2 separate regions of the Bos taurus genome follow, and region 1 is linked to region 2. The links are chromatin contacts, called in public Hi-C maps. All regions are on one chromosome and are shown on one strand. Each heading gives the region's core, a stretch centred on a gene start, on an enhancer-like site or on the middle of the called end of the contact. The rest is flanking DNA. Distances are from core to core; before and after follow the strand shown. Region 1 overlaps LOC512905 (apolipoprotein L, 3). Region 2 holds the start of LOC512905 (apolipoprotein L, 3).

Region 1 (4,763 bases), core at 1,150-3,649, 40 kb after region 2:
TAGGGATTGTACCAACCTTGCAGGATCCTGCTGGCCCATACAGCAGAGAGGCTGGAGAGGAACTGGATGGAGCTGGTGGGGTCCTGGCTCTAGCCCTGCCCAGCTCTGGGGCTCTGGGCTTATGTCTTGGAGCCCCAGATCTGTCCTGTGTCCAATGGGAATAGCAATTCAATCTGATGGATTGTGGTGGTGGCGTCAGAGTGAACTGCAGGGTCAGAGGTAGGGAACCAAATGGAATCATCTCGTCCAAAGGCCCAGGGAGGCCTGGACCAGGGTCAGACCCAGGGGTAACGGTGGAGCAGAGGGTCCAGGTTGGAGGACAAGTAGGCAGGCTTGGGCAGCAGGGCCAGGACTAGAGTGAGGAGAGTGGGCCCCGAGGACACAGAACTGAAGGGACTGTGACCCTAGCAGAGGTCCCCTGAGTTGGGGTGGGGGGGGCGGGCATTTCTTCCCTCCCTGACAGGATCCCCTCATGCTGGGCTAGAGGGCCCTGGGTGACCATGTCTGCACACCCTGCCTGGGACCTGGCTTCTCATTCCATCTGGGACCCTCTTCTAATCTACATGGAGCCTCTCTGACAGTGGAAGGATGTGTGGCTCAGGGAGCCCTCCAGAGTCACAATGAGTGGCTGCGATTGTGTGTCATTTGAGGGATTCTCAGGAGCCTCACACATCCCCACCAGAGGAAAACACTTCCTCTACCATCTCTGCAAGTGCTGGTCTCTTCAAGCTCAGCCATTCAGATGGGTGTTTCCTCGAGTCTCTTGAATCTTTTGAGGTTCCATAAAGTTGTACATAGACTTGGAGGGCAGGTAGTTGAAGTTGTCACAGATAAAGTGTGAGTTAGACTGATGATCCCTGAGAAGTCAGGGTGCTGGGTGCTGGGTCAGGAGTCAGGGAGGTGGGCTGGAGAGTCCAAGGGAAACAGGCTCACAGCACATCTCCTGGTTCTCTGTCACTTGGGGCAGTGGATAGACTGAGTGACCTGCAACTGGGGAAGGCCAAGGTTACCAGGCTTGGGGGAGAGCAGATGCCAGGCAAAATGACCTTCAAGGGTCCTTATAGCTCTGAGTAATGTGTTTCAAAAAAATTCTATGTACACTGAGTTAGCCAATCTGTAAATTGCAAGGGCACAGTCCCCAGGACTGTCCTTACATTAGACACCAATGGCAAGTTTGGGGGTTCCCAAAGCTACTTGAAGGTCTGAGAATTCCCTAAAGGGATGCACAGAACTCACTGAAAGCTTCATGATCCCAGTTACAGTTTATTACAGGGAAGGATGAAGGTTCCCATCAGCCACAGGGCAGTCTGGGCGGGTTTCACACACGAAGCTTCCATTTTCATCAGGATGCATTACTGTCCTGGATTCAGTGTGTGGCAGGACACACGGAACACTGCCCACCAGGGACCCTCACCCTATTTAACAAAAAGTTATCCTGACCTGTTTTCTCCAGCCCCCACCCAGAGGTCAGACTAATGCCCTAGAGTTCAGCTCCTCCAGAGGTCAGAACTGATACCATGTGACCCAAAGCCCCATTACATCACTTTGTCGGACTGTCCAGTGTCTAAAGTCACAAGTGGAGGAGGACATTCCTATCAGCCAGAATAGTCTAGGGGCTTAAGGACCACTTTCCAGTAGCCAAGGGCAAAGAGCAGGTTGACTCCTCACTAGACACTGAGACCCTTGAATGAAGGTTTTCTCCTCCAATCCCACTTCTCTTTGTTTCTCTGTGGCGTTCCCACTCTAGAAACCCTTTGGAAGTGTTGGTGTTGACCTGCCTCTGAGGCATCTTTATCAAATACCTCTCTGAAGTTAAGCATATTCTAAGATGACCTTTGCCGATTTTTTTCCATGACTGAATAAAGTATATGGAGCGTCTACAATATCCAAACATGTTTAATGTTGAAAAACATTTTACATTTGTAAAATTCTTTCCTTGTGATTTGTAATAATATATCTGTGGTTTACGCAGGATAGCTCTTGTCAAGCCTATTTTATGGACTCCCTTGATGTTCACTGTTACAGGGAAGAGGCAAATGTACTATATGAATATCTGCTGGAGCTGAAAACAGACTTGGTAGAGGAGGACCAAGACAGGCCACAACAAGACCAGCTGGACAGGAAGAGGTTTTTGGAGGAATTTCCTCGGGTGAAACAGGAGCTGGAGGAGACCATAGCAAAGCTCCATGCGCTGGCAGACAAGGTCGACAAGGTGCACAGGGACTGCACCGTCACCAACGTGGTGGCCAGCTCTGCCGGCGCTGTGTCTGGCGTCCTGACCATCCTTGGCCTGGCTCTGGCACCCATGACAGCAGGCATCAGTCTGGGACTCTCGGCCACTGGGTTAGGGCTGGGAGCGGCGGCTGCTGTGACCAGTGTGTCCACCAGCATTGTGGAACACGTAAGCAGGTCATCAGCAGAAACCGAAGCCAGTCGCCTTGGGCCAATAGCTATCAATGAAGGGGAGGTGTTTGCAGAGGTTTTATGTAAGAGGACACCCCAGATCGTTTCCTCTACAAAGAACCTCATCCAAGCCTTGAAAGGCATTGGGAAAAATGTTCGTGCCATCAAGCTGGCCAAAGTCAACCCTCGCTTAGCATCCCACGCTAAGCGCTTCATGACTGTGGGGCAAGTCTCCGCCCGAAGCAGCAAGCAGGTGCAGAGAGCATTTGGAGGCACGGCTCTGGCAATGACCAAAAGCGCCCGGATCGTGGGTGCAGCTACGGCAGGTGCTGCCCTCCTGGTGGATGTGGCCTTCCTGGTGAAAGAGGCAAAGCACTTGCACGAAGGGGCAAAGACAGAGTCAGCGGAAAGGATGAGGCAGATGGCCAAGGAGCTGGAGAAGAAATTGGAAGAGCTCATCCGGACCTATGAGAGTCTGTAGGAGGGCTGGACTTGGCCCTTAGCAGGACAGTGTGGGAGCAGGGACATGTGTGGGGCCAAGAGAAGAAGGCACTGTGTTAGAGGGGAAGCAAGACAAAGAGGGGGAAACTGGGTGGTCTCCTGACTTGTTTTAGACTATTGTCTGGACTATGCCATTTTCCCAAAGGAAGAGAAATCCTTAAACCCTCTTGTATTCAAAACATGTCATTTTCTTCCCTAAATTCTCCCTCTTGGCTCAAGATGAATCACAAAGCTTCAAGTACCACTGTTCAAAAAGTATTTTTTAAAAATACAGAATAAGTGTCACCAATTTGTTCATGTCTCTAGATCTGTTTCCTCTGCGTTTATCTTTAAAAACCTTAATAGGAAACCAACACCTTTTTATTTGCCCAACAATCACATGATCAGGGAGCCTAGTTCATGACACCAGCCCTGACCTCTTGCTGTCCCTCCAACTGTCCTTTGTTGGCATGTAGAGGGGAGAGGCTGTGACACAGCGGCACGTATGACCTCTCTCGCTCTGATTTCTGCATCCTTCCATGGTGCCCCTCTGAGCGTTTCACCAAAGATCTATATCACCTCGAGGGGACCCCAGGAGGAAAACAAACAGAACTTTCTAGCGTCTGTGTTCCTTGAGTTTTCTACATTGAAGAGTGGTTGATTTCCAACATCATGTTAGTTTCAGGTATATAGTACAGTGATTCTGTTATGTATATATACAAAGAGTCAGATTCTTTTATCTTATAGGTTATTACAAAATACTGAGTATAGTTCCCTGTGCTATACGGTAAGTCCTTGTCAGTTATCTATTTTATATATAGTAGTGTTTATATGTTAATTCTAAACCTCTAATTTATCCCACCACACCCCTTCCCCTTCAGTAACCATAAATTTTTGATTAGTAGTAATTATTTGATGTTCTACTACATGTTTTTTTGTTTTTTTCCCAGAGGGGATTGGGGGTTGTTTCTTTTTTCAGCAAAAACTCCTCTACATCCTGTTTCCTCCTTTACCTCTTTGGGACAGCCCTGCAGAGCTCCCAAGAGACTGGCTCTTGGCCTGGTCTCAGTAAGGTCACTGAATTAATAGAAAGTAATTCTCAACTTTGAGGTTGTGCTTTTCTTCAGTGGACAGTACTGAGTGATGGATGGATTGATGGTGAGGAACTGGCTTCTGCAGCTGCGGGAGGGCCAGACAGGTGTGAAGTCTGCCAGCCAGGCTGTCTGCCTGGGACAGCAGAACTTTCAGGTCCAGGATGAATCTGCAGTCCAGGGCAGAATTTCCTCCTTTTGCCAGATCTTTAATGTAAACACTCCTGCAAGGAATCCTTTGCCTTTTAAGGCAGCATGTTCACAGATTTCCCGGATTAGGGTATGGACATCTCTGGAAAGCAGACAACAGCCCCTGAGTGGCCACCGCCCTTCCTATTCATTCATTCTCTCATTTTTCCCCACGTGGTCCACCTAAGGGCTAGGCCTGTGCTGAGGACTGGGGGCATAGAGGGTGGCCACCGTGGAGCCTGAGGCAGTCAGAGAAACAAATGGCTGCGGTACAGAGTGGAGGTTGGGTTCAGAAGACTTTGGGGACACGGTGGGCGGTACAATCTGGGAGGAGAGGACAGGAAGGCTGCCTTGTAAGGAGGGGGGAGCATGTCTGTGGGAACAGGGACTGTGCCAGGGCTTGATGGAAGCCATGGCTAGAAAGGAAGGGGACCCTCTCTGCTGTCAGATGTACTCCGGCCCTCGGTGCCAGGAGGGGAGGGAATCGGGTTCTAGGAAATCAGACTCTGATGTACCAAGGAGTGAAAAGCAAAATTCCCAAGATTTCTGAAGAAAACAATGGAGACCTGAAGTGATTGCTGAGGGGCCTCTGGTTAACAC
Region 2 (4,509 bases), core at 2,002-4,501:
ATTATTTCATTCTTTTTATGGCTGAGCGATATTCCATTGCATGTACATGCCACATTGTCTTTATCCCTATGTCTGTTGGCAGAGATTGAGTTATTACCATGTCTTTCTACTGTATATAGTGCTGCTAGGAACACTGATGGACAAGGCAATGGCAACCCACTCCAGTGTTCTTGCCTGGAGAATCCCAGAGATGGGGGAGCCTCGTGGGCTGCCATCTATGGGGTGGCACAGAGTCAGACACGACTGACGTGACTTAGCAGCAGCAGCAGCAGCAGGAGGAGGAACACTGAGGTGCATGTATCTTTATGAATTGGAGCTTTTGTCTTTTCCAGATATATGCCCTGAAGTGGGATTGCTGGATCACACGATAGTTCTATTTTTAGTTTTTAAGAAACTTCCATACTGTTTTCCATAGCGGCTGCCCCAATTTACATTCCCAACAGCAGTGCAGGAGGCTTCCCTTTTCTCCACATATTCTCCAAAATTGTTTATTTGTAGACTTTTAGACAATGGCCCTTCTGACTGGTAGGGGGTGATACCTTATTGTAGTTTTGATTATCATTTTTCTAATTATTAGCAATGTTGAGCATCTTTACTATTCCTGTTGGCCATCTGTATGTCTTCACGAAGAATGGTCTATGTAGATCTTCAGGCAGTGACTTCTTGATGACGATGGTGAGGATAATGGTGGTGGCCTCAGTGGTGATGACAACACAGTGGATGGAACATCTAACAAACTGCAAGGTGCTGTTTGGGTCCGGAGTGCACTGAGAGATCAGTGCGCTGATCTGGAAATTCCCATGAAATTCCAGACGTTGTGCAGTAACAGAGGTTGATTTGGAAAAAACAAAAAAGAAAGAAAGAAAAATGAAACCAGTTGTCTGAAACATATCAAGGAACGTCAGGGTGTGTCAAGGAGATCAACAAGCCTGGGGCAAACAGACGTAGCCCATGGGACATCCAGGGGAGCCCGTGTCGTCTGACTTGGGCTGAGCATGGAGATACTCCTCCTCCAGCCCCGGGGACCAGAATGGACACGGGTCACTCAAGGGTGATTGAGAGTAGAGGGCTTGTGTGCAGGTGTGAGAGAAGGTCAGCCATAAACAGAGGAGAGAGAGAGACCGCTCATGCCTCACCCAGGCTGCCTTCACGTTTCACCAGGACTCCTGCAGGAGCTTCCAGAACCATCTTCCTGTGTTTACCTTGAGGCACTGCCCTGCCCCCACCCGTCTATTCCCCATGGGGCTAGAATGACCCTTAAAAATATTGACCTTAGCAGCACCTGCCTCCAGCTCTTCCCTGGCACCTATGACTCTGAGCACAGATGCCCAAAGCCTCCCAGTGTAATAGGGGTGGGGTCCTACAGCCGTTAGCTCGAGCCAGTTAGGAGATTATTCGCAGGAGACCTGGGAGCAGGGTAGTTACAGGTCCCACCCCACCAACAGTCAGCCTGGCAGCAGTGTCCTCTCAACGCGGAGTGTGGTAAGAGGGGGATGGCCGCCTTCTCCCCGGCCCTCCAGGCCTTCCAGCCCCAGGCCTGAAGGGTGGGGGACAGGCTGAGGACGGTGACCGGCAGGGCTCCAGAGCCCTTGCTTGGCCGCCCACTGGCCGGGCCCACCTTTGGGAAGACAGTGAACCTCTCATCCATCCCCACCTCTGAGACCTGAGGTGGTGGAGGTCTCCATGGGTCCCAGTCCACAGAGGCCTCAGCAACTGGAGTAAGTGGACACTGTCATTAAGGTGACAGATTTAACCAGCTTCAGTCACTCCATTCAAGTTCCAAGAACTGGTCCAGCTGAGGTCAGTTGTCAACCCCAAGGAGGTGCCAGAGGTCAGGGTTAAGTGGCAAGGACATTGCACAGCATCGCTTCAGGTCTACTCTGTAGTGGGGGCTGTTCTCTAAGAAGGGCAACAGCTGGGGGCTAGGGATTAACCTGAAGGGCATTTGCTACAACACATGTCCCTATGGATCCCATGCAACAATCTCTTCATGTTAAATGTGAAGCCTGAGGGACAGCTGGGTCTGGGTGCCTGGCTCCCTCAGTGATGACAGCTGGACAGGGCCTAGGGACCTGATGGTGTTGTCAGCTGAAATCTGCCTTCTTATCGGGGCCTGGGCATTGGTGGGAGGACCCAGACTGGGTGCTGGAAGAAGGCTCCTGGGCAGCGTAACCGGCCCATACAGGACCTTTTCCTCTTAGATAGGGCCTGGACCTCAGAGAGTGAAAGTTGAGCCTTGAGAATTTGCCCTTTCTTGTCTGAACAGAAAATAACATTTCTATTGTGGAGGTTTTGACAAACATCATGAGCTGACAGTGACCTGACCTTAAGAACAAAGGATCTGACAACAAGAAGTTTGCAAAAACTAACCACTCCCCTCCCACATCTTTACTGTCCAAGGGCTTTGCTGAGAGATTTCGGGGACTTCAGGATGTTTAAGGAATGAGCTACTTCTCATCTCCTTGCATGGCCCAGCAATAAACCTTTCTGGGCCCCAAAACTCTGATGTTTTGCTGTTGTTTGGCTCACAGTATGTCAGGCTCTCGGACTTGCATTCTGTAACACATGAAGCCCAAAGTATTCTTCTGGACCCTGGGGTCCCCCAAGGGCAAAGCTAGATGGACCCTGGGGTCCCCCGAGGGCAAAGCTAGATGCCATGTGGAGCCCTATACCATGGCCACAGATACAGAGCTCCACACCAAGGTCATCTCCCAAACTGACTGTGCCCCATAGCAACCGTTGATCTAAACTGGCCAGCTCCCTGACCCCATAGTAGGTTAAAAAAAAAAAACCTCACCCTAATGAATCACCTAATGCCACCCTTCCAGCAGGAATTTTCTTTATGTTGAGGCTATAAAAATTGGCCACTGGCCCACAAAGAGCATCAAGCACGTCGGCTGTCCCTGGTCCATCAGGTAGTCTGCCCACTGTCTGAGCAGCGCTCCTCACTCCCCTCTGCCCTTGGTTCCCAATACTCTCTTCTAAATACCCTGTATCTGGAAATTCTTTCCAACCCTCACACAATCACATTTTTGTGGCCCATATGGGGACTCAGAGGCTTTAGCAGCAGCCCCGTCTTCTCCCCACCAGAGGGCAGTAGCGCCCTCCCCACTTGTGACAACCAGAAATGTCTCCAGACATCCTGGAACATCTGCTGGGTGGGTGGGGATTGGGGTGGGTGGTGACACAGTTCCCTGGGTGAGGTCACACCACTGGATCTTAGCTCTGGAAAAAACCCTGGGAGCGAGGTCAGGACTGTGGGCAGGGAGGTTGGCCGGCCCTCACCTGGAGGTGCTGACCATGACCCTCGCCCCACAGGGCCTTCGCCAAGCAGCCGCAGCAGCTGACGGCCACGAAGGTCCTGCAGAGGAACTGAGCCGCCTACCTCAAGCTGCACAAGCAGTGGTGGCGACTCTTCACCAAGGTGGGTCTGGAGGGGCTCCGCGTGGCACAGGGACGAGCAAGCCTCACGCTGGCCTCCTGCGGGGCTCAGGCCCCGGGGCTGGCACTTTGCCCTTGTGTTCCCGTGCCCAGAACTTGAGCCGGGTATGGTCCTGCCCTGAGGATTGAGCTGGGGCATGTGTCCAGCATGGATGGCCGAGGTGCTGTCGACCCGAGTCCCCACGTCAGCTCCACGTAGAGACAGCACTGCCTACTCAGGAAATTTGGCTCGGGATCTGCGTCTAACTAGGTCCTCCCTAGGCTTTACAAACATCCCTTTATTATTAAAGTGTGTCAGGCTGCTTTGTTCATAAAAAATAATCTGTGTTAGTTGCAAATTTTTTTAATTTTTAGATTTTTAATTAAAAAAAAAAACTTTCTTTTCTCCTCTTCCTGTAAAAATGGTAAAATTCCTAGTTTTTATCACTGTCCTTCCATGTCTGCACCCTTCAGTAGCTCAGCTGGTAGAGCAGAGGACTGTACAGATGGTTAGCTGCTGTCATCCTTAGGTAGCTGGTTGGATTCTGGCTCAGAAGAAGTGGTTCAAGTTTTGGGCTTCATTGGTGGCTCAGCTGGTAAGGAATCTGCCTGCAATGAGGGAGACCTGGGTTTCTATCCCTGGGTTGGGAAGATCCCCTGGAGAAGGGAACGGCTACCCACTCCAGTATTCTGGCCTGGAGAATTCCAAGGACTGTATAGTCCACGGGGTCGCAAAGAGTCGGACAGGACTGAGTGACTTTCACTTTCACTTCCACGTCTAGAAGAGCGTAGCTCGTCCTACCAGGTCTACACTGGTGGCTCAATTTCCCTGTATTCCTCACTGTTTGGTATAGGCTGCGTTTAGACTTATTTACGGCAAAGAAGGTATGTTTTGCACCTGGGCAGCAGGCCTGCATGCCAGCCCCTGGGTCACTGTTTGGCCGGCCTAGTTGCTCAGGGGAGCTGCAGGCTCCTAGACCAAACGCTTGCCAGGCCTCCAGCTGCTGACCCGTCCAGCCTCCAAGCAGGTACACTTTCGGGCCCTAGGAAGGGAGCAGCAGGAGGTGATGGGAGAGGTGGGAGCCAGCA

What was found. Hi-C and Micro-C count contacts between places; a contact is called where the count stands out from the background.
Region 1: a Hi-C map of liver shows a contact between it and region 2, with 2.3 times the contacts expected there. The contact joins the enhancer-like site here to the promoter of LOC512905 in region 2. A contact is called at or near these places in 2 of 11 Hi-C or Micro-C datasets (liver and skeletal muscle).

Annotation. Positions count from the first base shown.
Region 1 is chr5:74,707,777-74,712,539 of ARS-UCD2.0, forward strand. LOC512905 (apolipoprotein L, 3) reads left to right here. Exons shown (of 5, transcript NM_001100351.1): 5 at 2,026-3,600. The coding sequence ends at 2,884. Among named protein-coding and RNA genes, the nearest start is that of MYH9, 96 kb to the right of the region's middle. Within about 2 kb of position 2,400, at least 2 of the 102 cell types and tissues checked have an H3K27ac peak or open chromatin away from gene starts, as enhancers often do. A contact at or near this core is called in liver, where this site is marked.
Region 2 is chr5:74,666,592-74,671,100 of ARS-UCD2.0, forward strand. It overlaps LOC512905 (apolipoprotein L, 3), which reads left to right and starts at 3,252. Exons shown (of 5, transcript NM_001100351.1): 1 at 3,252-3,424.